Linked DNA regions of Mus musculus: regions 2, 3 and 4 are each linked to region 1. A link is a contact called in public Hi-C, Micro-C and promoter capture Hi-C data. All regions are on one chromosome and are shown on one strand. The core of a region is the stretch at or near the end of the contact, and the rest is flanking DNA. Distances in the headings are between cores, read along the strand shown. Region 1 holds the start of Hipk2 (homeodomain interacting protein kinase 2). Region 2 holds the start of Rab19 (RAB19, member RAS oncogene family). Region 3 holds the start of Ttc26 (tetratricopeptide repeat domain 26). Region 4 overlaps Slc37a3 (solute carrier family 37 (glycerol-3-phosphate transporter), member 3).

Evidence for each region. A called contact is a pair of places that touch in the nucleus more often than the background predicts. Capture Hi-C pulls out chosen DNA fragments and counts their contacts.
Region 2: a promoter capture Hi-C map of adipose tissue shows a contact between it and region 1, with 2.1 times the contacts expected there. The contact joins the promoter of Rab19 here to the promoter of Hipk2 in region 1. A contact is called at or near these places in 1 of 115 datasets of contacts at active chromatin or transcription factors (memory CD8 T cells) and 1 of 9 other capture datasets (adipose tissue).
Region 3: a contact with region 1 is called in a Micro-C map of embryonic stem cells, with 5 times the contacts expected there. The contact joins the promoter of Ttc26 here to the promoter of Hipk2 in region 1. A contact is called at or near these places in 3 of 39 promoter capture datasets (the C10 cell line and pre-B cells), 1 of 484 Hi-C or Micro-C datasets (embryonic stem cells) and 1 of 115 datasets of contacts at active chromatin or transcription factors (pro-B cells).
Region 4: a contact with region 1 is called in a Hi-C map of cardiomyocytes, with 1.9 times the contacts expected there. The contact joins the enhancer-like site here to the promoter of Hipk2 in region 1. A contact is called at or near these places in 7 of 39 promoter capture datasets (the 3T3-L1 cell line, 3T3-L1-derived adipocytes, cranial neural crest and 3 more), 5 of 484 Hi-C or Micro-C datasets (B cells, the MNK3 cell line, cardiomyocytes and 2 more) and 11 of 115 datasets of contacts at active chromatin or transcription factors (astrocytes, embryonic forebrain, embryonic hindbrain and 8 more).

What each region holds. Positions count from the first base shown.
Region 1 is chr6:38,873,518-38,880,349 of GRCm38.p6, reverse strand. It overlaps Hipk2 (homeodomain interacting protein kinase 2), which reads left to right and starts at 4,160. Exons shown (of 15, transcript NM_010433.2): 1 at 4,160-4,551. The coding sequence starts at 4,533. It also overlaps a transcript of Tbxas1 not described here.
Region 2 is chr6:39,378,105-39,384,936 of GRCm38.p6, reverse strand. Rab19 (RAB19, member RAS oncogene family) reads right to left here and starts at 3,584. Exons shown (of 4, transcript NM_011226.2): 1 at 3,428-3,584; 2 at 817-1,029. The coding sequence starts at 1,017.
Region 3 is chr6:38,378,287-38,385,118 of GRCm38.p6, reverse strand. It overlaps Ttc26 (tetratricopeptide repeat domain 26), which reads right to left and starts at 3,595. Exons shown (of 18, transcript NM_153600.2): 1 at 3,526-3,595; 2 at 2,906-3,043. The coding sequence starts at 3,528.
Region 4 is chr6:39,333,789-39,340,620 of GRCm38.p6, reverse strand. It overlaps Slc37a3 (solute carrier family 37 (glycerol-3-phosphate transporter), member 3), which reads left to right. Exons shown (of 15, transcript NM_028123.3): 14 at 1,807-1,872; 15 at 3,337-5,851. The coding sequence ends at 3,429. Among named protein-coding and RNA genes, the nearest start is that of Gm26008, 38 kb to the right of the region's middle. Within about 2 kb of position 4,085, at least 7 of the 459 cell types and tissues checked have an H3K27ac peak or open chromatin away from gene starts, as enhancers often do.

The DNA.
Region 1 (6,832 bases), core at 2,911-5,410:
TGCTTTTGGCCATTATGTTTCATAACAGAAATAGTAACCTTAACCGAGACAGGGTTAGACTCCCTGGAACTAGAGTTATGCATGGTCTCTAGCTACCATGTGGATAATGAGAACTCTGGGTCCTCTGCAAGAGTAGCGAGTGCTCTTAACCACTGAGCTATCTGTCCAGCCCACAGCTATGTCTTCTTAATTCACCTTTCAACAAATTGAAGCAAAGCTTTACTCTCTCAGGAGCTAGAAATGTGGGCAAGCCTTCGCCTCATTTCAGCAACGGGAGTTGCTTACAGGACAAATTGTGTATTTATGCCTACAGTTGTGAAAACACACACCATAGTATCTTCAAGGCCACCAGACAGAGAAAGAACCACCCATTATAGGCTGGGCCCTCCCCATCAATCACTAATTAAGAAAATGCCCTAGAGGTTTGTCTACAGTCCCGTACTATGGAGGCATTTTCTCAATTGAGACTCCCTTCTGATGACTCTAGTTTGTGTCAAGTTGACATAAAACTAGTCAGCACAGAGCCCCTCTTCTGACATCCTTGGGCACTGGGCATAAATGAAATGTACACACACACACACAGGGAAATGCTCAAACACATACAATAAAATAAACACCTTTCTTTTTTTTAAAGGAAAAGGTATTTTAAAAAGAAGACGATTACCAACTCCTTGCTAGTTTTCTTGTCTTATTTTTTCTCTTCTAAACATCTTATGTGTTTGTCAAATGAATCTATACAGACCTTTCCATCTCCTCTCATGGTGCTCTTAGAACCAGCTAGTACTGCACATCTTGCCCTTTGTTCTTCTAGGCATTGTAGTCCTCCTGTCTCCCTGACTGTCTTCCTGCCTGTCTGCCTGTCTGTCTCCCTGCCTGCTTGCCTGCCTGCCTGCCTGTCTGCCCAACTGTCCACCTGTCTCTCTGCCCTCTCATCCACAGACACTCTTTCTCCTCTTCCCATGGTTCAGACACTGGTGCTCCACAGGTCACCATCTCAGACCATCTTTCCTGTTCCCGTGCTTTCCCACAGTGGCACTTTGTAGTTAGCTTATGCCTAGTACCTACTTGACTGTGGCCACTACAGGGAAAAGAGATGATTAGTGCTCCTCAACCTGGAGGTTTGTAAAAATTGAAGTTCATTTCAGTACAGTTTTCCCATCTATTTGATACCAAAAATGCTAGCTCAGCTGTTGTTTGTTTGTTTGTTTCCTCAACTGAAGTTTTGCATCCATAAGGGACAGCTCTGGTCACAGTGGCCTAAAAAGGAGGTGCTTTTCTTTCTTGAGACTCCATTTCTTTGCCCACAGTGTCTGCTTTCCTATGGGAAGGAACATCAAGATGTTTTCAGATAACACAAGCCACTTTCATTTTATTGCATAGTGTGTGTGCCTGCGTGCATGCTTGCACATGCACACATGTGTGTCTGTCTATCTGGGAGGCATTCCAGAGAATAACAGAGACTAAGACTACCCAGATTATCTGCTGTGCACCAGCATCTTGGATGGAGTTAGAGGCCATTACTAGCCGGGGCAAATAGTGAGGTGAAGGCTATCCTAGCAAGCCTGATGGGAAACTTGCCCCAAGGAGCTGCCAGTACAGGTGGGGTAGAAGATTTACACCGAAAGGAGGATCATCCTAGGGAAAGAAAGGATGAAAATCAGTAGGGCTTTGGAATAGTAATCATTACCTCTTCTTGAACCCCTACTATTTAAACAAATTCTCTTGAATCTAATCTCAGAAGCAGTGGTGAGAAGTGTATGAAACACTTTGTTTGTTTGTTTGTTTGTTTGTTTAAAGTCAAGTTCCTAATCACTGTGCTGATACAGGTGAGGACACAATAAGTTATCATTACCACCCATTGCCTACATACACCAGGCAATGAATAGTTGCTAGGGATAACATGTTAAGTAAGACCTGTGTGGTTTCTGCCCTCATTGAGCTTATAGTTAGAGATACACTGCCCAGTATGGTAGCCACTAGCCACCCGTGCCTATTAGAATTAATGTTTAGTTCCTCAGGCACTAGCTGCATTTCATCATAAGTTCAGTGCCACAAGTGAATGGAGAGAGTTCTGTTGACCAGCATGGAAAGAGGCAGAGGAAGCAACAAGCAATTGCATATCTATGTAGTAAAGGCGGGGTAGAAACTGATGAGTGCAGGGGAGCGTATATTCATATTAATATTCTTATTATAATTAAGATGTAGAAACCAAGGTTCAGTGAGGTCAGACAAGGAGACCATGTTCATACACTTGCCAAGTGGGAGAACTAGGGTTTGAACTCAGGTTTGTCTTCTTCACATTATTTAGGTTGTTTTATGGAGGAAATGAGCCAACCTGCAGGGAGGTAGGAATTCTTTAAAGAGAGAAGACACCACTTGTGGGAATGTGACATTTTGGGCAAAGGCATAGATGAGCAAGGTTGGCAGAGGACCACAGGTAAACCAGTCGGGCTGGAGAGGCAGTGATTTGTTGAAATCATGTCCTAGGAGAGGTAAGTTGGAACCTGTCTGTCTTGACTAAAAGCCAAGGAACTAAGAGACTTAGCACTAGATGAAGGTGAGTCTTTAGAAGATAGAAGTAGGAGCATGGAGTGGCCAGAACCACTCCATTTGAGAGAGCAGCAGTATTTAGGAGCAACCGGCCATGAACAAATCTAGGGAAACCAGTTAAGGATTACAAGGGGATAGAAAGGGACAAGTGAAGAGTGTGAAGGAAGATCGTAGGGGCCTAAAGATCTAAAGTTAAGGTCCAATACTTTGTATCATTGGATAATATCCTTTACTGTTGTGGGCTTCTTGGACTGCAAAACGGCAAGGCAGGCCTAGATGATCTCTGAGGTTCCCCTTACCAATGGTCGCCTAGGAGTCTACAACGTGAAGAACATTAGAGTAAGGAAAGCACTAGTGTAATGTAATATGAAATATTGAGGCAAAGAAGATCGCCGTCAAGGACCATCCCAAGATGAAGTGAAACTTATTTTCCAGTAACAAAACCAGCCACGTGTGTGCAGGAGCTAGGTTGTTTTTTTATTTTTGGGTGGTGGATGGGCACGGGATACAGAAGCTGGAAAGATAGTGAGAAAACAATGGTCTTAAAAAGAAAAGAAAACAATGGGCTTGTTTTAAAGAAAGTTCTCCAGAGTTAGAGGTCATCATATTACATCCCCACCCTCAAGGTAGCTTCTAAACTGTTTTGGACCTATGATTTACAGGTAGGAAATACAATTTACATCAGGTGTCCAGTATTCATACCTGAAAATAAAGGGTTTATGAGACAAAATATTTTTTGCTGGATACTAATATTTTGTTGGCTTTTCAGAAGCTTTGTTGTCACCCACTTAATTTCTTTTATGAACTATTCATATATCAGGACTCAACAAGTTTTCGTAAGTTGGAGGCAAAAGGCAGGGCGTCCCGTGCAGACGTCCAGAAGCGAGCTGGAGAGGCAAATCAGGGCAGAGATCCAGGCTAGGAGAGTTTAGAGAACGTTTCGCTCCGGCCCGAGTGAGCAGAAAAAAAGCAAAACCCTGGAGCCACTAGGTGGGACCCTCCCACCCGGATGATGGAGGAGAGGGCTCTCCAAACATCGGGATCAGGCGTCCATCCTGACGTTGCGTTTTCCCCGAGCAGTTCAGGGAGCTCCCCCGACATTCTCCCGGGAGGACTACGCGCCCACTCCCTCCAGTCATTTCCCCCGCGTGTCGGCTAGAACGGAGCCCGCACGCGCTGGGGTGAAGACACTTTGCCCGGCAGCGGGACTGCTGTCGGCAGCAGCCGCTCGCGCTCCCCGGCCCGGTCGGCCGGCGCGCGCACACCCACGCGCGCACTCCCAAGCACGCACACACAAAGTTGTGGCCGCCTCCACCGCGGAGCTCCGGTCGGCGGCTGCGGGCCAGCGCACCGCGCTCTCGCCCAGCCCCGCTCGCACGGCCGCTCGGCTCCCCTCGGGCCGCGCTCGGCCCCCGCCGACGCCCCGCTCTGCCCTTCGGCTCGGCCCTCCCCGCCTCGCATCCGTGCCATCGGCGCTCGATTGCGCGCGGACTCCCTGGGGCTCTTCCCGGCTCGTTCGCTCGCGCTTGCCCGCCCGCCCGCTCGCGCCCGGCCGCGCCGCCCCGCCCCCGCCCCCTCCCCCTGCTCCTCACGGGCAACTTTTGCCGGCGCCCCCGCCTCACAGCCATGCGGAGCTGAGCTCCGGCCCGGGCCCTGGCCGCCGCAGCCCGCCCCGGCTCCCGCCCTCGCGGACCCGCCCGGCCCTTGGCCTCGGCGCCTTAGCCGCCCCGGGCCGGCCGAGCCCCCCGCGCAGGGCCCGGGCCGCGGCTACGGCGGCGGCGGCGGCGGCGGCGACGCGCCCGCCCGGCCCCCTCCCCCGGCGCCGGCCAAGTGAGGCGGTGATGCGGGCGCTGGCGGCCTGGGCTGCGCCGAGAGCGGAGACACAGGCTCAAGATGGCAGATTCCCACTGAGGCTGAGGGGGCCGAGCTCGCGCGCCGCGTTCCCTTCTCCGTTGCCATGAACCGCGGACACCCCGGCCCCGATGGCCCCCGTGTACGAAGGTAAGGGGCACCCGGCCCGCGATCCCCCCGCTCGCTCGGCCAGCCGCGGCCCCCGTAGCTTTGTTCTGCCCGCGGCCCCTCGCCCGGCAGCCCCCGGCCGCAGCCCCGGGCCCTGGTCCTGGGGGCTCGCGACCTTCCCCGGTGCCCCCATCCTGGGTCCAGACGGGACCGGAGCCGGCCTGGAGCAGGATCTTATTTCCAGGGCAGAGAAGGCGGCTGGGGGGTGTGTGCCGGTGGGCTGCTGCCCAAAGAAAAGAAATGGGGGCGGCGTGTGGGAAAAGACGGATCCGTGACTGCTTTCTGTTTATTTGTGATAAATGAAGGTGATGCGGTCCTCCCCCATTACCTTTAAACGATCTCCTTTCTACTTGTCCGTCCTCTCTGCTCCCTTTTCCAAACATCTCCACTCCCACCCCACACTCCTTTATTCTTCCCGAGCCTCCGATTTTTGGGGGGTGGTGGTGGTGGTGGTGGCTGTGGAATCCGATTGAAAGGGGCCAAGCGATGAGAGAGGGTTGAGATGAAAAGTCCATTTCAGACCCAGGCAGAACAATGAAATAGGCTCAAAATCTCCCCGCAGTTGGCGTGTGGAAGGGAGAATGTAGTTTGGCTTTTTGGGGGGGGCGGGGAAGGGGGTGCGAAAGAAGGTTTTCTGGCTCGGCCTGGGTAGATCGGTGCTGTGCACCTTCACCTGGCGTTGGCTGATTTTTTTCCCATTTGACTGTCTTTAGAAGAAAGAAAAGGTAAGGCGATACAGCTGCCTCGCGCACTCTTTCGGTTCTCTTCAGTCAGTTCCGTCAGCTTGCAGCGAGAAAATCAAGCCGGAATCAACTAAGTTTTTACTCTTCTATGGGGTTTTGTGTGCTTGTAGTACCGGGTATTTTTCAACCAAAGTGTGCCAGATTTTTTCAGTTATTTCGTCGTGAAAATGTTTCTCTCGTGAAATCATTGAAATAGCAGCCCTTTACATACTTTTAGCGTGGGTCCATCTGGCTTTCTTTCGGTTTTGTTCAGATATTCTGTGTATGAAATCGCAAATGAGAGGGAAACGGGTTTGCCAGGAACCAAGAGGAGGGGCTAGGGGAGATTGTAATCCTATAAACCCAGGGAACTGTTGGGCCGAGTGAAACAGGGATCTCATTAATAGTTTTATCTCTGTTAGGAGAGGCTGATTTAAAAAAAAAAAAAAAACTTATCTGAAAAGAAAATCTGTTATTAGTACCAGGGCTCTAAATGAATTAGGTTTCTGCATGGACTCTCTTACCATTCAGGCTCTGAATAACAAGGCTGTAAATAACCTATGGACTGTAAATATTTTTTCCAGAGTCTCTTAGAAACAAAGGGGCTGTTTAGAAAGCAACAGAGAAATGTTATTCCAGGGGCTTTCCTCTTTGATTCCGAAGAACACAAGGTCTATTTAACCGTTCCACACAACAAAACAAAATTTCGGATCACTCCACCACGTAGACTAGAAACATGCCAGTGGGGACGTGAACATGTAGGAGAACCCATGTCGGGCATTCATTGTTCATCTGTGTCTAGGGGAGGGGGGCTGCAGTCAAAGCTCCCACTGTCTAGAGTGTTAAAATGAAACAGTTTTCTCTTTATTAAGTACCTCCTTGAGACTCCCTCTGCTGGACACTCCGGGTGAGCATTTTAGAAAGAACTTGGCATTGAATTCACAACTGTAATAGAGGAATAAAAATTCCTCTTCCAGGAAGCTGGGGAGGTGGGTCGGGATGTATTTTGTCAACCTTGAACAAAGCCACCCTGGGAACTTCATTGATTATGTTGATTTCATTTGAAATCCATGAGGAATGTAGGCTAGCCCCCGGGGCTAAGTAAGACCCAGCACAGTTGGTCCTAGGACATTGTTCTTTTAGTGATTGTGTCGGAAAAGCAATTACAGGTGTGTAAAGTGTTACACTGTGGGACTGTGGGGTTCAGAGGTCTCTCTCTGCTTGGAGTTTTACTTTCCAGCCCTCCTCTATCCCAGGCAACCTAATTTGTCACCTCCTTTCCATCCTGGGTTTCCTTGGGCCTTGTCTGTGGGTTCTCTTAATTGTTCTTTTGTTTGTAGCTTTTTTTCTTCTTTGGGAGCATCTCTTACATCTCTAGAATTCTTTTCCTCCTCTTGCTCAGCACTTCTTCCCCACCAACCCAGAGTTACTCAGCCCAGAGCTCAGGCCTGTCTGGTCTTTTTGAGAGAGACTGTTAGGCATGCTATGAGACAGAGAAATGACCTCCGTAGTCAAGGCCTATGCTTCCAGTGCCCATGCTC
Region 2 (6,832 bases), core at 2,335-4,834, 510 kb before region 1:
GGGATAAGCAAATATAAATACTGGGGTGTATTCCACAGATAGCAAAGGCTCACCAAGTTGCCAGCTGTATCTCTTCTTAGCATCCCAAGAGGAAGACAGGTAAACACCTCCTCCTTTTGAAGAGATGAGCCTGTGCATGTAATTGTCCTGGATTCTCCAGTGCTTATCTGTGCGCACAAGGACCTCCTGCCCTCTACACGTGTATAGGGGGAGCAGAGGTTCTCCTTCTGAGGAAGGCTCAGGTCACCAGACTAGGTAGGCATCAAGCTGTCATGCGGGGACTGACTTTGTTCTTATAAAATTGGTGAAGCAGGTTTTGTTCTGGTCTGTGGCCACATTTTATGTTTGCTCATTGTTTTTTTTTTTTTTTTTGGTTTTTTGGTCTGTCTGTCTGTCTGTCTGTTTGTTTGTTTGTTTGTTTGTTTATTTATTTATTTATTTATTTTGGTTTTTCGAGACAGGGTTTCTCTGTGGAGCCCTGGCTGTCCTGGAACTCACTCTGTAGACCAGGCTGGTCTCGAACTCAGAAATCTGCCTGCCTCTGCCTCCCAAGTGCTGGGATTAAAGGTGTGCGCCACTACTACGCCTGGTGCTGGTTGTTTTCTTACACATTTATCCACATTTTTTTTTCATATTAAGGAATCTAGTCCTTTCTCATATTGCAAATATTTCTAGTTCCTCAATCTTCTTTTGACTGTTTATCCTATTTTTAGACTGCAGAAATTATGACCTTTAGGTAGACTTAACAATATACTCTTTAATGCTTCTGACTCTGGCCAACTAAAGCAATGACACTACCCCCGTGTCTCCTCTTACCTTCACTTTCTTGCCGTCTATCTCGAGGGAGCGCACGGTGAAGTCCACCCCAATGGTGTTCTGCTGGGACTCACTGTAGACTCCAGATTTGAAATGCTGAACCACACATGTCTTCCCCACGTTGGAGTCCCCAATAAGGATGACCTTGAACAAATAGTCCACATTCTCATCTGATGTCCTGGATGAGCTGGAGAACTGCATAGCTCTGGCTTCCTGGAACAGACCCAGGGAAGAAAGACAGCATTTTGCTTTTTGTTTTCTAAGAAGCACCTACCAGGATCCAGGGCTGAGATTACCTTCATTTTCTTGCTGTAGAAGAAGAAAAGCTATGGTAGTTGTGGCTTTCACAGGGCAAATATTCTAATGGGTGCCAGCAACTGGTCAGCAGTAGGGAGTTGCCCCATAAATCCACACCCTAGGTAGAGGTGGACACCAAAAGCCATTCTTTGATGAGAACAGCATTTAGTCAACTCTACCCAATTATAGACCTGAGGAAATCTCCGTCCTGGAGATGAGGTGCCCAAAGACTGGGATAGTGGAGGTAATGCCTCCAGGAATCACTTTCTAGTCATCACTCAGGAGGAAGATGTGCTCCAGCCACGAAAAGACTCAGTCAACCCACCACAACTGGCAAGATCTGGCTGAGAGACCAGTTTAAGGAAGACTCCCGAGTCTGTGAGTATACATGAGTACAATTGCTGAAGGGGCTACTAGAGGGATTGGGTGCCCTGGAACCAGAGCGACAGGTAGTTGTGAGCTTGACTTGGATGCTGGGAATTGAATTGAGGTGTTTTTAGCCTCAGAACCATCACTCCATCACCTACGTGGTCTTTTTATTCTGGGTAGTACTCCATTTTTCTAAACCAGGAAATTAGAATTTTGAGGATATTCAAAATTAAAAATGTAATTAGAATGATAAGGCAAGGCCAAGTGTGGTGACATACAAATTTAATCCCAGCACTCAGGAAGCAGAGGTAGGAGGATCTTTATGAGTTCAAGGCTAGCCTGGTATACATAGCAAGCTCCAGGATAGCTAAGGCTACATAGTGAAACTCATGGTGGGTGTGTGTGTGTGTGTGTGTGTGTGTGTGTGTGTGTGAAAGAATGCTATGCGAAATTTATTTTTGTTCTTGTTTTTGTTTGTTTGTTTGTTTGTTTGTTTTTTTCAAGACAGGGTTTCTGTGTAGCCCTGGCTGTCCTGGAACTCACTCTGTAGACCAGGCTGACCTCGAACTTAGAAATCTGCCTGCCTCTGCTGGGATTAAAGGTGTGTGCCACCACTGCCTAGCTCGCTATGGGAAAATTGACTGTGGGAAAGAAAATAACTCATTAAAGGTTTCTAGTGATGGTATTTGCCAAACTTTATGAGAATTACCTATTATAGACCTGTGTGTGTGGTGTGTATACATATATATTCAACGCCGTCTTCCAGCCTCTGTGGGCACTGCATGCATGCAGAACAAAGACATATATATTCAGACCAAACACCCAGACACATAAGATTTAAAAAAAAAAAATTAGAAAACTTTTTTTAATATCATGTGTTCAAGGTGAATGGCAGCTGAGGATGACACATGAGGTTGGCCTCTGGCTGCCACGTGATGTATACACATATGAACACACACAATTAAAAATTAAAACAGCAGATACACATGTGCATGTTTCCCAGGAGAATATGATGATGTTTGAGACCCAACAGTCAATACATCAATCACTGGAAACAACTGCATCCCGGCTTTCAGCATCTTTCGATCCATAGACCCCTGTGCTTATATAGCTTCAATCAAAGAACTCCATTTCTCTTCAATACAGTTGTGCACAGGGACAGCTCTACATTCCATAGTCTGAAACCCATCTCCCCATGGGATTCCTATCTGTCAATCTCGGAGCACCCCTCCCACCCCCATGTCCCCACCCCCACCCCCTCCCGCTTTGCAGCACATCGAATTCCTAGTCCATATAACAACTCAGCAGACATTTGAAACAGAAAGCATATTCCTGTAAGGGCAGGTACTTAGGCATTTAAACTGTCCTTCACATATTTAGTTAGGTCTCTCCTCCAAATATCTCATGAGACCAAAACACCCCCTTTGATGATTGGATTTGAGGTTGAGTAAATTGCTCCTACCTTGTGACACCTTCATTTCTCCCTGATTTATTCTTTGTTTTTTTTTTTCTAATGACATAAAAAAGGCCATGTCTATATTGGCAGACAAATAAAAATGCACACAAATATCCAGTCTATATGTAGAAACCAAAGGCTTTAAGGAGGTAAAGAATGGTCTAGTACTTCTGTTTTTGGATGCCCCTGGAATCGCACAGAAAACTGATCCAGCAGACAAGAGACACAATCAAACCATTTTTTTCCCCCTTCCGCATCTTTTCAACTGAAGAAAGCCATTCTACTTCCGGCATCTTATCACCGTAACTTGAGCCGAAACCTTGTTTCCAAGTCCCCTTTCTCTTCCTCCCTGCAAAGTGCCCGGGACTCTACAAAGGCTCCCTTTAAGCAAGCATATAAGCCCTGCAAGGAGAAGCCCGCAGAGTCCTCCCAGACAAAACCATCCCACAACCCCGCACCCTTCACCTCCTGGGTCCACCTGTTGCTTACCTGGGCACTCTTTCACCTCTCTGGTGAGCAGGTAGTTTTTGCTTTTTCTTCTGCTTTCCTCTGCAGCCCTCCGTCGTCTCCTTCGTCCTCTTGTCTTGCAGCGCAGTGGGAACTCAAGTTCCGGCCCCTGGAGTCAAGTTCGGTGGACAGAGAAAGCGAAAGGGAAACAAGGGCAATCCCTCCCACTTGCAAGGAGCCTGAAGCCCCAGGTGAGGTGCTGGCCAGGTACAGGGCCCAGCGCAGACAGCTAGCTTTCCTGCCAGTGTTCATCAGATCAGGAGAAAGCACAGAGAAGAATCGCCTTTCACTCAACAGACACCCGCTAAGCTACCCTGTTCCTTCTTTTGCTCTGCATCCTTCATCGAACATCCTTCCTGATCCGCTTGTTTGGCTGGGCTGAGCGGCTGTTAACTGAGATGACCGCGACTTAAAGGAAGATACTGATCTGGGTCTTGAGTGACTTGTTTTGAGAAGAAAGGAGGTGCTCAAGCAACTTAACAAAGTAAAGCGAGGGTCCACAAGATGCCTCCATAGGTAAAGGCTGCCAAGCTAGAAGACCTGAGTTCTAGCTCCAGGACCCAGCTAGTGGCAAGTTGTTCTCTGACCACACATACATGCATGAAGACAGGTACACATGCCAAATAGATACAAGCAAAAGAAAAAAAAAATCCCAAACCAACCAAACAAAAAGGCCCCAAATTAAAAGAACGTAGTGCAGTTGGGGATTTAGATTAATGGTAGAATATTTGCCTAGGAAGTGCAAGGTCCTGGGTTCTGTTTCTAGCCCTAAAATAAAATAATGAATAAAATAAAGGTGCTTTACTGCATGTGGGGGGTGTAGGGAGAGAGTGTTATGTAGAACTTTTACCACACAGCAGAGGCTAATTTTTAAGTGTGAGAAAACTTAGAGCCAATTAGTCCTTGATGCTGGCAGTAAGAGCAAAGATCTGAGGTAAATTTCCTATTTCTACCCAAAGACTCTATCAATTCTAGACTTTGATAATTAACTACCTTCAGAGCCTATCATAAGAACTAGATTGTCAAGCTGGAAAGATGGCTCCATGGATAAGAATGCTTACTGTTCTTCTTGAGTTCAGTTCCCAGCGTTCTTGTCATGCAGGCCTGAAATGGGAGATGATTGTTCCTCATTCAAGAACATCATGTCAAGCCGGGTGTGGTGGCACACGCCTTTAATCCCAGCATTTGGGAGGCAGAGGCAGGCTGATTTCTGAGTTTGAGGCCAGCTTGGTCTACAGAGTGAGTTCCAGGACAGCCAGGGCTACACAGAGAAACCCTGTTTCGAAAAACAAAACAAACAAACAAACAAACAAAAAAGAACATCTTGTCTGTGATGCCTTCAAATAACCTTTAAGTTGTGACTCATCTTAACCCATCCACACGATTTTTTCAAGAATCTCTCTTTTAAGCAAGGTAACCCAACATTATGTTAGTTTCTCACTCTGTCCAGAGAAAAAGACACTGTCACATGCTGCTGCTGGCTGTGGCTTTCAGAGCCACTGTCACATGTATAACTTGGAAACTGGTTGTAGGTCAAGATACACCGCAAATGTGTGGGCTGGGGCAGGAAACGAAGACTTGCAACGTCAGTGTCAGAGAGGGGAGCTGCAAACGGTTTCTTGTTTTGTTTTTGATCGCTGTTTAAGGCAACTGTCTCAGACCCAGCCCGCATCACACACTGGGAGAGCACCTAGAGGTGGAAATCAAAGACCCATCCGAGGCCTTTCTACTTCATTTTTATTTTTTTTCAATCAATTAATTAATCCTTACTTATGTGAATGAGTGTGTTAATCTATGTGTGCCTGCCATACGTTCGGGTGCCCAAGGAGACCAGGAAAAGGCATAGGATTGCTTGGAACTAGAGTTATGGCAGGTTGTGAGCTGCCTGGTCTGGGTGCTGGGGACTGAGCTCAGGTTTTTAGAACAGCAGCTGCTCTTAATCTCTGAAACACCCCCAGCACCGTCATCTCCTCTTCAACTTCCCTTTAAATCCACAAGAGGAAGGCTGAACCGCATACAATCTGGAAATCTACTTACTAGGTTTTGCTTTTTGCCCACATCCTCTTCTACCCCAGGCGCTTCCTTGGCAACCTAGGTGGGTGTGTCCCTCCCTTACCTGACTCTCCCTACTTGTTTCTTCTTTTATTTTGCAGTGTAAGGTATTTGGCTTGCACATATGTCTGTGCACCACGTGCATGCCCTGTGCTGGAGGAGGTCAGATCCCCTGGAGTTATAGACAGATGTGAGGTACCATGTAGGTGCTGGGGATTTAACTCAGGTTCTCTGGAAGAGCAACCAGCTCTCCAGCCCCCGCCCCCTTACGGTGTGCACCTAAGCTGTAAAACAAACAAATAATAAACTGTGTTTGGGGCTGCTGAGTTACTTTTAGGTGACCCTAAGACTTTCTGCATTAGCTCATTACTCCAGCGTCTCCTCTGCTGGGGGATCTTGGGTCTATTGCTGTGGCTTCAGTTTTCCTAACCAAAACCCTTCAGGGTTTTAGTAAAGTTTAGCTAAAAGCTGGTCTGTAAGTCAAGAAGAGTTTGGTGGATGTCACCGAAGACATAAGATTAACTGTGAAATGAACCCAGGTCCAGGAGTGCCTTTTGTAGACCAGGCTGGCCTCGAACTCAGAAATCCGACTGCCTCTGCCTCCCGAGTGCTGGGACTAAAGGCGTGCGCCGGGTGGAAGCGTTCTTACTACCTGGCCTTGGATGCCCTGAAAGAGGAAACTGGGTGGTAGCACGGGAATCTTCCTTCTCTCCTCTTTCTCCTCCTCCACGTCTTCCTCTCCCCCTTTCTATTTTTATTTATGTGTTTTTGTATGTCTCTGTGTGTGTCATGTTCACGGAGGCCAGATGAGGGTGTCAGGTCCTCTGGAACTAGAGTGTGAGTCACCATGGAACCAAATCTAAGTCTCCTAGATGGGCAGTCACTGCTCTTAACTGCTGAGCCGTCTCTCCAGTTCCATTTTTTAAAAAATGATTTATTTATTTTTATTATATGTAATTACACTGTAGCTGTCTTCAGACACTCCAGAAGAGGGAGTCAGATCTCATTACTGATGGTGTGAGCCACCATGTGGTTGCTGGGATTTGAACTTCGGACCTTCAGAAGAGCAGTTCTTACCCACTGAGCCATCTCACCAGCCCTCTACAGTTCCATTTTTAAAAATGCACAGATGTGGGCTGGTGAGATGGCTCAGTGGTAAGAGCACCCGACTGCTCTTCCGAAGTCCAGAGTTCAAATCCCAGCAACCACATGGTGGCTCACAACCATCTGTAACAAGATCTGACGCCCTCTTCTGGAGTGTCTGAAGACAGCTACAGTGTACTTACATATAATAAATAAATAAATCTTTTTTAAAAAAAAAAATGCACAGATGTA
Region 3 (6,832 bases), core at 2,346-4,845, 490 kb after region 1:
ATGATGCTCAAAAGCTATATAAATAACCAAATAACCAACAGTTAGAGGCCTAGCAATGATTCTAAGATCCCATGGCTGCTTCCTGTGCTAATGGGACTTAAATTCATGTCTGCCTCCAAAGCCCAGGCTCCCACCACTGGGCTCTGCTGCATCCAATCCCACACTTCCATCTTATTCTGTTCACATGTGCACACAACACAGTATTAACAATTCATAAACCTTCTCTGAAGACAGGCCATGAAAGCATTCTGTTAGCCTAGTCAGGCTAGCTTATAGACTAGAAGAGCTAAAGATGTCCAGAAGACAGCCTATTATGTCCATTATAAAAACTTAGGGGGCTGGAGAGATGGCTCAGTGGTTAAGAGCACTGACTGCTCTTCCAGAGGTCCTGAGTTCAATTCCCAGCAACCACATGGTGGCTCACAACCATCTGTAATGGGATCTGACACCCTCTTCTGGGGTATGTCTGAAGACAGTGACAGTGTACTCACATAAAATAAATAAATCTTGAAAACAAAACAAAACAATCTTAGGAATTCCTCGGCTAATAATAACTAAATGTTATTGCAGAGAACAGAGCTGAGAATGATTCTCAGTTACCATGTGTCCTAGTTTCATTCATTCTTCTGTGATAAAGACCCTGAGTAAAGCAACCTAGGGAGCTGGGCATGGGTGTAAATGCTTAGCTGGACGTGGTGGAACACATTCTTAATCCAAGCACTCTGGAGGCAGAAGTAGAGGAATCTCATGAGTTCAAGACCTGCCTGGTCTACATAGTGAGTTTAAGGCCTGCTTAAACAGACATCTTGTCTCAAAGAAACAAAGCCAAAACCCAGGGCTTCTTTGGTTGTAAAGCGAGTTCCTTATACAGAGGTGATAGTGTATAGAATTGCAAGCAGGCCAGCTTTCAAGGCCCTGCACAGACTTGCCTCAATACAAATGGCAACCAGGAATTATAGGCCAAATAAACCCTCAACGCCCCTAAGCTGTTTGTTTGTTTGTTTGTACTGTTTTGGTTTGCTTTATTTTCATCTTTAATCAGCCCGGTACTTTTATTTTTAATTCTTGCTGCTCTTCAAGAGGACCCGAGTTCAGTTCCTAGAACCCTCATAAGGCAGCTCACAGCTTTATGTGACTCTAGGTCTAGGGCATCCAGTTCTTCTGGCCTCTGTGGGCACCTGCATTTGGGTGCACATACCCACATGCAGATACAAACTAGACATAAGTTTTTAATGTTTTAGTTTGAAAATGCAAGAGGAAATAAATGGAGGTGGGAATGTTTGGAGAGGTATGCAGCAGGGAGTCAGAAGAGAGGCTAGAGGAGGAGGGGAGGGGAGGGGCAATTAAAACTGTCAATGAAATGCTTTAGAGAAGTCTGCTAGTTTGTAAGCTAATTTTAAAAAGTGATGAGACAGCCAGGTAGTGGTGGTGCACGCCTTTAATCCCAGCACTTAGGAGATAGAGGCAGGCAGATCTCTGAATGTGAGGCCAGCCTGGTCTACAGAATGAGTTCCAGGCCAGGCAGGGTTACACAGAGAAACTCTGTCTTAAAAACAAACAACAACAAATAGACATGTACATAGTATTCAGTCCTCTGACTTGCACTGCTAGAAGGTCCTTCCAAGGCAACTCACCTACTGCCAAAGATGACAGCTGACACACGAGAGCCAAACAAGTGGACTCAATATCAAAGCACTAGCAAGACACATAGGGTTCTTCTTACATGTATGTTTCACTGAGAAACATGCATAAAGCTAATCAAACAAGTATTATGGACGGTTTCAGAGTTACATGACCATAGATTCACATTAATGTGGCCGGTGGAAAAATGTGATACAATAGATTACAGCACAGGATAACTGGACCTGGCTGTCAGAACTCTTTGTCCCTTGGTGCACCCTGCACTCTTCTGTACCGAGTGCTTTCCACAAGCAGTTTCTCAAAGTTCAGCCTCCCAGGACAACTTTAGGTCAGAAGGATTTCTCAGACTACTTACCCAAAATGCAGCTTCCTATGCATCACTGCAGAGCTAGTGAATTCAAATTGGTAAAGCAATCGCCTAGAAACAGAAACAGCTAACTATCCTTGGTATTTCCAATGCATATTAAAAAGTGAGATTTGGGCTGGAGAGATGGCTCAGCAGTTAAGAGCACTGACTGCTCTTCCGAAGGTCCTGAGTTCAAATCCCAGCAACCACATGGTGGCTCACAACCATCTGTAACAAGATCTGGTGCCCTCTTCTGGAGTGTCTGAAGACAGCTACAGTGTACTTTCATTAAATAAATAAATAAATAAATAAATCTTTAAAAAAGTGAGATTTGCACCTAGCATTGGTTTAAAAAAATGACCCTGACATACAGAGTTGAAATGTTTTATGGGTTTACAATAGTTTTAAATTGTAAATAGTAAAAATCACTTATTTTTTTTAACCAAAATGTAAATAGGAAGAAGTTACAAATCACTCAGGATTTATGGTAAATAATGTGTGAATTGACACTGTTAAATGTAATACTGTATTCACCATTTGTGGAACTAAAAATTAATAATTTTATGTGTACAAGTGTTTTGTCTTCATGTATGTCTACATACCATATGTTTTGTTGAAGGAAGCCAGAAGGCCTTGAATCTCCTAACATTTAGTTACTAATGGCTGTGAGCAGGCACGTGAGTACTGGGAATTAAGGTCCTCTGGAAAAGCAGCCGATACTTTTAAATGTCGAGCCATCTCTCCAGTCCAAAATGTTTTGTATTTCATCAGGTTTATAGTTAACTTGGAATCTGGAATATGCATCTGGCTATGTTTGTTTGGATTACCCATAATGTACCCACCCGTCCCAATAGCATAGTAACCAGCATTCAACCCACCATCCACCAGACTGAGAAGTAAACCTTCTTTGGACATTACCTCCAATAGGGTAATGGCGCCAGTGAAATCTCTCTGCGAAAGTAGATCCTCTAGTTTTGGAATCTTCCTCCCTTTCTTCTTTCTTTTGTCAGTGTGCGGTGACTCCCCGCCCACAGCGGGTTTGGCCCTTGAAAGCATCTGTAAAACAAATAGCAAAGACTGTTCTATCAAAAGTCATTTTTAAACTGAGGGTAACAGCTCTCAGTCAGATCTACCCTTACCATCAGACCCTAGGAAGTCTATTCAGATTCTTTTTTTATTGTGCATTTTAGTAAAAGGACCATTACCTACTACTGAAGGGGAACCGAATAGCTACTTCCAACAACTTTATCCATAAGAGACAAACAAACACTCACGCAGCTTCTACTACCTAGGTCTTCCAAGATTCTTTTTTCCAGTTCACAGTCTAGTATCGGGAAATGAAGAAGCAGGAGGGAAGAGAGCATCGAGGTACATAGATTTCTTCGCATCCCTCCCTATTCCCGGTGGAAACACTGGAGGGATAAAGGGATCGCCCTCTAGAGACGCACCTAGATTCTATCCAACAGTGCGTTGAGAACTCTAAACCCAGGTACAAACCTATTCAAAATCCCCCACCCTTACTATTCAGAGCCACTAACCATCTTGGCGTCGGTCCTGTGAGCCCCCGCTGCAGATAGTCTGCAAAGGCTGTGCTTCGGCGAGTTGCCACATCCACACAGCGAGCTCCGTTTCCACGGCAACGCCGCCGGGAGGCTGGTCCTTCTGAGAAAGGGCTCGTCCCAAAACCAATGTCCTAAGCTTCTTGGTTCCGTGTGTTTCCGCAGCTGGAAGAGTAGGTGCTTCTCTCAAGGGAGTTAATCCTTGTTGTTTGTGCTGAGGATGAAAATGGGGCTGTGTCTCTACTTAGGAAAGCAGTTTAAGAAAAGGCGATTTAGAAGTACTATTACAACTAGGAAGTATATTTCAAAAGCAAGTTTCTTGGGAAGGTAATTTTCAAGGACCACTTCCGTTTTGCCTGGGGTGAGGACGACAACAGCTCCGCTTGTCTCGTACATTGTCTCTGTTTTCTGCTCGTTTCTGCTGGTACCTGCTGAAGCAAAGGATAGTTTGGAGGCAGAAGTGATACCAAAATATTTCCTCGAGACAATGTTAATCCCAAAGATGGGAGGAGAAAGACCACCACCCCAAATCATCATGACCAAATTAATTAAAGCAAGCTTTTTTATTCGTGTACACGGACTGCTTCTCTCTAAGGCCAGTTTGGAGAGATCAGCATTGGATGTGAGGAAGACAAGGTTTTTATAGATCATGGGGGTTGCGGGGGTGAAATGGGGAAAATAGGAGGGAGAGGTGTTATAAGAGCAGAATATAACAATAACAAGTTAGTCCTAACTACCTCCTGAAACAGTCATGGTTGCAAGGTGGGCATAACAACAGATAGCCATAACAAGGTAGTTATAAAACCTTTTGAAACAAAGGTAGAGTTGCAAGATGGTTCTAAACAACTTTTAGAAACAATGTCATGATTTGGCATTCTTGGAACGGTCAGTACAGAACCATTTGTAGTTAAGGCTATAGGCGAGGCATAGCTCAATCTGAGAAACAAAAATTTAATCATAAGCAGGAATGAACCTAGTTTGTTTTTACTATAAGGTGACTTCTGTTTGTTTTGTTTTTGCTTTGCTTTGCTTTTTGTTTTATTTTTCAAGATAGGATTTCCCTGTGTAACAGCTCTGGCTATCCTGGAACTCTCTTTGTAGATCAGGCTGGCTGGAACCCACAGAGATCTGCCTGACTCTGCCTCCCAAGTGCTCATGTTAAAGGCATGTGCCACCACACCCAGCTATAAATGGGCTTTTAAAGTCTAGGATGGAAGCAGGCTGGTTCTTCAACACACCTATACACAATTAGAAACTATAAAAATGTGTGTACAATTAAAGCAAGAATGGAGTATTTACTCCAGAGCAGCGTTAATTTAGTTGCAATATATACATATATATATACACATACATATATATATATACACACATACACACACACACATATATATATATATATTTTTTTTTTTTTGCTTTGTTTTTCGAGACAGGGTTTCTCTGTATAGCCCTGGCTATCTTGGAACTCACTTTGTAGACCAGGCTGGCCTCGAACTCAGAAATCTGTCTGCCTCTGCCTCCCGAGTGCTGGGATTAAAGGCGTGCGCCACCATGCCCGGCTGCAAAAAATATTTTCAAATGATGGAATTGTGGAATGTTGGAGCTAGAAGAGACCTTAGAGGGCATGCATGCAGTCAAACTTTCAGAGCAGATCCACTAAAGGCCTAAAATCTTAACAACTTGTACTTATATATACTATAAATGTATGAAAAGCGTTGCATAGACTTCTCCAGCCTTTGCATCTCTTCTCACATTTGCAATCTGTTGGTGAGTGAATGACTTTTGTCTTTATATATACACGCTTGTATATACACAAATTGGTATGCAGAGGCAAATATATCCACTTTAGAGAGGCACAATTCAACAAGCACTCCACTCCACTTAAAATTCCTTTGTTTCCAAATCTCAGAAATGGTCCTACTTTCAATAAAAATTTCAAAAAGATTTATTTTAGCTACTTTTTGTGGTGTGATATAGATGACAGATCCTTTAGTTGAAATAGTCAAATAATTACAAAATAATCTTTTAAAAGTACAACTCAGTAGACTTTAGTGTACCCTTTACCAGTCTTAAATCCCAAATCATCCCAGGAAGAAACCTTACAATGGTGCTGGAGAGATGGCTCTGTCATTAAAAGCACTGGCTGCTCTTCCAGAGATTCTGAGGTCAATTCGCAGCAACTATACAGTAGCTCACAACCATCTATAATGTAATCTGATGCCCTATTCTGATATGCAGGGTACATGCAGGTAAAGCACTCATATACATAAATAAATCTTTCTTTTAAAAATCAAAGAAGGGCTGGCGAGATGGCTCAGTGGTTAAGAGCACCGACTGCTCTCCCGAAGGTCCCGAGTTCAAATCCCAGCAACCACATGGTGGCTCACAACCATCCGTAATGAAATCCGATGCCCTCTTCTGGAGTATCTGAGGACAGCTACAGTGTACTTATATATAATAAATAAATAAATCTTAAAAAAAAAAAAAGAAAATCACTAAAGTAGAATGATCTTATAAAAAAAAAAAAAATCAAAGAAACCCTACAATGCACAGCAGAATTCATCATTTTGCATCCTCTAGCCTCTGTCAACCACGCATCTGTTTTCTGTCCCTGTTTATTTGACTATGCTGAACATTTCATAGAAATAAAACCATACAAAGAAGAACCATGTTTCAGATCTCCAAATACTGAAAAATTCAAAATCAACCCAGCAAAATTATTAGCTAAAATGTTTTATCATGCTTCTTATCCCCTCCCTTCCCGCCTTTTCTCCACGTCTCCACGTGGCCATGGTCGGCCCTCATCTACCTTCTCTCTTTCTCTCTGCCTTTCTACATTAAAGTTCTTTAAAAAAAGTTTTATCATTCTACCTGACAAATACAACAAAATGTAAAAGTTTGGGCCCCAATTTAGAAATATTGGAATTCTTTGGTGGGTGTGGCAGAGCACAAAGATCTAACCCCAATTCTCAGCCTTTAACCCTTCTCACCCCAAACTGTAACCTGCTCTAAAAGGGCTTTGTGCATCACTGTGAACCCTCGAGGGACCAACAAATTCAAGCTCTAGGCACCCATTTATCCTAGACTTTGTTAGACTCTCACCCTTTAGGGTTTTTCAGACCCAGTGCAGAGCCCTACTCAAGCATGCAGACTAGACAATGGATGGGTAGAGATTCAGTATTCTAAGCATCATGGTATAAAGGAAGGAGTACAAGAACTCAGCCCTGTAGAGTCTAAGGAGTTTTGCAAACAGTGACAGTAGAACCCAAAGCAGAGGCTTCCCTTACTA
Region 4 (6,832 bases), core at 2,836-5,335, 460 kb before region 1:
TAAATGAAATAAATACCCAATTAAATAAAAGAAAAATAGAAACAAACAAACAAAAAATACCGTGATATATGTGTTCAGTGGAATCCTATTCAGCCATGAAAAGGAGTGAGATGCTAATGCATGCTCACTGTGTGGTTGAATCTTGAAGATTTTTCTACATGAAAGATTAGTAAGCCAGCCAGAAAAAAAACCAAAAAATATTTACATGAAGTATCTACAATAGGCAAATTTACAGCTTCAGAAAGTAAATTAGAAGTTGGTAAGTCAGGTGTAATCTCAGCATTTGGAAGACTAGAGCAGGAGGATTGCTACAAATTCAAGGCTGTCCTAGACTACATAATGAGTTCAAGACCAGCCTAAGCTACAGAGTGAGACCCTGACTTTGGGGAAAAGAAAACAACAAGATAGAACTTGCCTTTGGGTAGGCTTGTGGGTACTGTGATTTACAGGGCTTGTGTTATGGGTAAAAAGGTTTGGGAAATAAACAGCTTTTGTGGGTATGTATCATTGTGAATGTAATTGGGGTTGCTGGCCTGTGAGGTTAAAAAGGGTTAAAAGGGTGGCAGAGCACTCGCTGGGCAATCAAGAGGACTGAATTAGGATCCTCGAGTCTCAGACTTAATGTAACCCCAGCTCTGAGGCAGGCATAGACAAGAGGATTGCTGGGACCTGGTGGGTTCCAGCCTAGCTGAGAAAACATGGGTCCTATGTCCTCAAAGGGGACCTCAGGAATAGGCAGCAAGGTGGAGGAGGACTCCTAATGCCCTCTTCCAGCTTTAGCACTTGGGCACCCTCTCCTACATCTGTGCATGTGCATGCACGTGAGCACACATGCGTGCATTAAAAAAAAAAGCATAAAGTGACCAACTTTACGTTGGAGAGTCCTGTAAAAAAGAGGAGATAAAGCTGGGCCAAGTGCTCTTAGCTTCTTTTCTGTAACTGAAAGTAAAGGGAAAGAGTTAGGTTGTGGAATGTTGGTAACATAGTAACCCTGTGAACAGATAGTGTGGTTGAGAGTGAGCAGGGCATTTGAGGCCACCACCGTTTATATATCAACTTTCAGGCTGATCAGGCCTAGGTAGTAAGACTGTACCTCAGAAAGACTTAAAAAGGAAAGAAAAGTGAGCATCAGGAGGACACAGCTTGTTCTGAAAGCATCAGCTCTAGGATGAAGAGTGAGCAGGAGGGCAGAAGATACAGAAAGCAGACCTCAGAGCACACAGCTTGTGTGCTCACTCACTGATTGTGAGTTCAAGGCCAGCCTGGGCATGCTGCGACCCTGTGTAGAACTTTAAATGACAAGCTGTTATTCAAACCCCAACTCCTGATTTTCCAAAGTAGTCCTGTCTAATCTCCTTTCAGACTACCTTATCTGGTTTATTTATATTTTATGTGCCTGAGTGCTTTGCCTTCATGAATGTGTGTGCACCGAGTGATGTCTGGTACCTTCAGAGATCAGAAGAGGGTGTGGGTTCCTCTGACCTGGACTGACAAGTGGTTATGAGTAAGAACAGCTCTTGCTTTAACTACAAGCCCCGTTCGTTTGCTTGCTTGCTTATTTTTGTTTGTTTCGTTGTTTTGACTCAGAGTCTCATTTAGCCTAGGCTGGCCTCAAAGTGCCTGTGCAGTAGGGAATAACCTTGAATCCAAGTGCTAGGTCTCAGGCATGGCGGGGGACATGCGCCGCCATGCTCAGTCTATGTAGTGTTGGGGATGTTAACAAAGCACTCTATCGGCAGCCACGTCCCCAGCCCTCGTCTGGTTAATGTATAAAGAATGTATTATGATTTCCCTTTCTCCTTTTAGTATCTGGTGTCTTTGATCCAGGACAACTTAGGATGGATGTGGGTTTTCTACTTTTTTATTCTCATGGTAAGTGCATTTTTTTTCCCCTTTAACCATTTTTCTTATTTAATTTAGAACATTTGATTTCATTACTACTTGAAACCAACACAATTGCTGATTGCTTTAAAAGACTAGTGTGAAAAGTAACATTTGATTATGCTGACGAGACGCATTAATCAGTGTGCTGCTCTGCGCTGCTGATTGGCTGCTGAATAGGACTTGAGCATTCTGAAGCAAAGAAGGGAGGCTCTAATCACCAGGGTCCCGTGCGCGTCCAAAACGAGGACACTCTGCAGGGCAAGCTGCTCAGCTAGAGATTCTTGGATGAGATTTTGTGCTTTGTAAGAAAGAGTGAGTTAGGCCCTATCTTTAAAATGCTGCTTCCTGTTGAGACACGTGACAAACTCTTTTATATTGTTGGTGGGACAATGTTCAAGATAGGTCAACCAAGCTCACCTGGGGATGGCCTTGCTCTTGAAACTAGGCATCCTAATTGGCTACCATCTAAGTCTGGGCAGTTGTCCTCTAGCCTCTTCCATAGGCCAACAGGAACAAGTTTGGGGGATTTCTCTTCTCCAGCTTCTAATGACTCAGATTTGGTGACACATACCTGTGATGCCAGCACTTAGGAGGCAGAGGCAGGAGGATTATGAGTTCAGGGCCAACCTAAAAGACCTTGTCTTTAACAAAAAGTCCAGTTATTTCCAGGGTCCATTTGTGGGCTAGGGATGCAGCATATTTGAGGCCCCAGAGTTCAGTCCCCAGTTCCACAGAACAAAGAGGAGACAGCTCAGTAAAAGTCCGAGCTGCACACACCTGATAACCCGAGCTTGCTATCCAGAACCTCTATAAAGAGCAAGATGTGATGATGGCACACATCTGTAATCCCAAAGCTACTGCAAGAAGGCAAAAACAGGAAAGTCACCCAGAAGCCTGCAGATCAGCTAAGCTGTAGGAATAGCAGCAGAAATGAGAGATCTTGTTTCAGCATGGTGGAAGGCAAGCTCTACCTGCTTCATGTGTACCTGTACATGTGTGCGCACTCACGCTCTCCCTGCTTCATGTGTACCTGTACATGTGTGCGCACTCACGCTCTCCCTCGTCCTCCCTCCTCACACATACATATATGCTTGCATGCACATGCACACACACAGGGTAAATAATAAGAATAAATATAAAAGCTCATAAAGGCCTGCTAAATAGAACAAAGGGACTATTGCAGCAAAAACCAGATCTGGTGTAAGAACCTTGACGTTCATGACTTGCTTTGCCTGTGGAAGTGGCACACGAGTTATATTTTCACAGCTGTGTGACATTATGTTTGTTGTTCTAACTATAATTTTCAGAAGTCATTTTCTAATTCACCGAAGACAGAAAGTTTTATTTCTGTGAAGTCAAAATGTCTTCGCTCAAATCCATTTGCTAATGCTCAAATCATGACGCTCTAAGAGAAGTAAGTTGTTCATTTTAAAAACTTTTTTCTCTTCACAGACAAGTTGTACAATTCTGTTTATCTTGCCGTTAATAGTGAGGGAAGTATTTTCTCTTGTGCAAAGGAGACAAGCTCACTCACTTAATGAATGACGGGGTCCCACAGGAGAGGACGGACTGGGAAGCTTAGGAGGGCCCATAGGCCTTCAGTTCACTCGTGTGGAGTTCTCTAAACACTAATGGAGCCTTGGCTTGTCAGGCATCCTACAACACTGCCAGCTACCCCAGACACAGGCAAGGAAGGGGCGAATTATTTTTTTACACTACAGCAGTTCCTGGAGAATTTTATAACATTTGTGAATGTACTGAAAGGAAAATGAACCTGCCAGCATCTTTGTTGGGCTTGTCAGCTTATCCCTCTAACGCTAGATACCGGTTTTGGTCCTGGACCCTTGTTCTTCAGCCTTAATCAAGAGCTAAGTGATCAGGAGGCAGAATCATGTTGTATTGATGAGAAGACTATGGTACGGAGCTCTGATACCACATTTGCAGAGAGTGGATCACCATTAAGGCATCAGAGCAGAGCTGAGTCCAGATGATGCTACAGGCCTGCGGTGGACGAAACACACCTTTACCAAGGTGGAAAGATCACACTGTGCGATGGCTGGGTCACTCTGTGGCTTCTGGAAGTTCTCGTCCTCTCTAGAATGGCTGTTGGCTTGTTCTCCTCCGACTTCATTCACATTTGACTGACTCCTAGGAGCAGTCTTCTGTTTGTGGACTATTATATTTCAGACATTCCAGTATGGAGCTTTCAAACCCACGTTCACAGTCTGGGAACGACAAGACCCTCTGAGAAGCTGTTCTATGTAGCCTTATTGTTGGAAGATTGGTCTCTGTCACAGCCGCAGCCAGGTTCCTGAAGTTCCCTCAGCAGAAGATGGAAAGACAAAGGCTCTTTGTTCTGGGGGTATGAAGTGTATGTATTGAATCATGTTAGTGGATTGTTAGGGCCTGAGGCCTGCCCTTTAGAAGATTGTAGTGTGTATGTCTTCAAGACTATGAATTCTATAAGAATCAATACTTTAAGGTCATTCTGTACATACATTTTAAATTATGTAAACTAGGAGGAAAATGTACAATTTTGAGGGATACCTAATTCACGTTGGGTTAGGAAATATTCTTCCACCTCTTGCTTTATGCTCCAAGGTATGTATTGATGAACTTGCAGGAATACTACAGATTTCTGACCATTTTCCTGTTCAGTCACTGACATAAAGGGAAAACACAAAACATAGGAAGGTAGGGGAAACAAACCCCCGCTTTTGTAATAAACGTCCAGCGGTTGTTTGGTTACTTAGTCCCTGCTTAAGCTTGACATTGCCTCTCACTTTCCCTTTCTGTGTGGTGCTGGGGTGGACTCTGGGTCCTGCACATGCCCAGTGTGTCTCCCAATGCCCTGCACTCCCAGCCCAGCCCCACAGTTAAGTACAGCGGTGCCTTGAGTTCCCCAGCACTTGTCACTGGAAGCAGACAGCCCACAGCCTTGCCAGGTGGAGCTGCTCCCCTGCCCTAGGTCCTGGGGGGCCTCATTCCCATTAGAGGGAGCACCCCCTCTCTCCCTCTGAGGCAGACTGCTCAGTGGTGCCTGCAGATGAAGCCTCTGTCGCATGTGGCTCAGAGGTTCGTCCTCCTCAGTGGGTTCATCTTCATGTTCTCATATCAGCCCGTGCCGCCTTTTCCAGGTTAGTCTTGAGCACCTACCCCCTTCTCCGTGGCTCTCCAGGCTCTGCCTGAAATGGAGCTGTAAACACTCAGAACAGGATGAAACGATGTTTTTCTCTCTGAATCTGAGTACGTTCTCCATCTACTTCTGCCCACCTGGGAAGGAAGTGGCTTTAACAAACGCCTAGGCATTTGCCTCATTTTCTTATTAAATGTTTGCCTGGAAGGAAGGGTCAGAGCTGGCGAGCTGGCTGGGTGGGTGAAGTGCTTGCTTTGAAAGCATGAATACCTGAGTTTGGACTCTCAGTCCCCGTGTACACATCTGGGTGCAGCGGCACACAGTTCCAGTGCTCAGGAGACATTGGAAACAGGTCTGGCTGAGCTAGAGTGCTGAGGTTCAGGAAGAGAGCCTGTCTCAGAAGACAGTGACGGGCTGGAGAGGTGGCTCTGTGGCTTTAGAGTACTAGCTGCTCTCCCAGAGGACCCAGATTCAGTTCCCAGAACCCACATGACAGTCACAACCATCTGCATACCTCCAGAGTCAAGAGATACAGCACCCACTTCTGACCTTCACAGGTACTACATGCACACGGTACACTTAGGCAAAACACAAACACACATGGATACTACTTAAAAGGGGGAGGGGGTGTGATAGAGGAAGATAGCCAGTGTTGACCCCTGGTCTTCATGTGATCATGTACCCACACACCTATGCACACGTGCTAACATATATCAAAAATAGCAGAAAAGGCCACAGTAAAGGCTGGTTTGAAAATGGATTAAAAATTAATTTGGGGGAAAATCGTAGGAGGCTTTCACACACTGAAATAAAGAATGACTGGATGGGAAACATTTTGCCCTTAAGTGTGTCTGTCCTGGAATTTAACAATAGTAGTTACATATTCCTTAAATCAGAACTTAGGAAAAGAAAGAAAACCCCTTCTTGACAGCTAGGTTGAAGGACCAGAGCGTGGCGAGTCATCTTCCTGGTGCTGCAGCTGGTACCCAGGGCCTCTGTGCTTGCTAAACGGGTGCTCTCCTGGTAACCCTGGGTGGTGTGGAATTAACGATGACCCTTCTGCCTTTGCCTCTTGAGTGTGGGGTGACACATACGAGCCACCACGCCTAGCTGCAAAAACCTTCACTTGTACTGACTAGTTTTTCTGACTAACATCCTGTTTTTCTTTCCTGTTGCCTTCCTGGCTCTACCCGCAACTTTCCCCTCAGCAGCTGAACTAGGTAACCATGTTTGCCAGGACTGGCTTGCTCTGCGCCTGCCACTCTGCCTCAGTCATCAGTGACATCAGCAGCAGCATGCGCCTCCTTTTACCAAAGAGGACATCATATCCTCTTACCACCCACAGGAACAGCTTGTGTAGCTTGAGTTTGGGAGCCCCACCCCTTATTTCTTTTTATTTTTCCACTTGAGGCAGGGTTTCTCTATGTAGCCCTGGCTGTCTTGGAACTTACTCTGTAGTCCAGGCTAGGCTTGAACTCAGAGATCTGGCTACCTCTGCCTCCTGAGTGCTGGGATTAAAGGCATGCACCACCATGGCCTTACTGTTTGGTTTTTAAAATCTTTTTCTTGTATTTGACACTGGTGAATACCTTTTCCCAGGACTTTTTAAAAAATTTTTAAAAAAGATGTATTTATTATATATAAGTACACTGTTGCTGTCTTCACCAGAAAAGGGCATCAGATCTCATTACAGGTGGTTGTGAGCCACCATGTGGTTGCTGGAAATTGAACTCAGAACCTCTGGAAGAGCAGGCAGTGCTCTTAACTACTGAGCCATCTCTCTAGCGCAGGTCTTTTTTAAAAAAAGCCTTC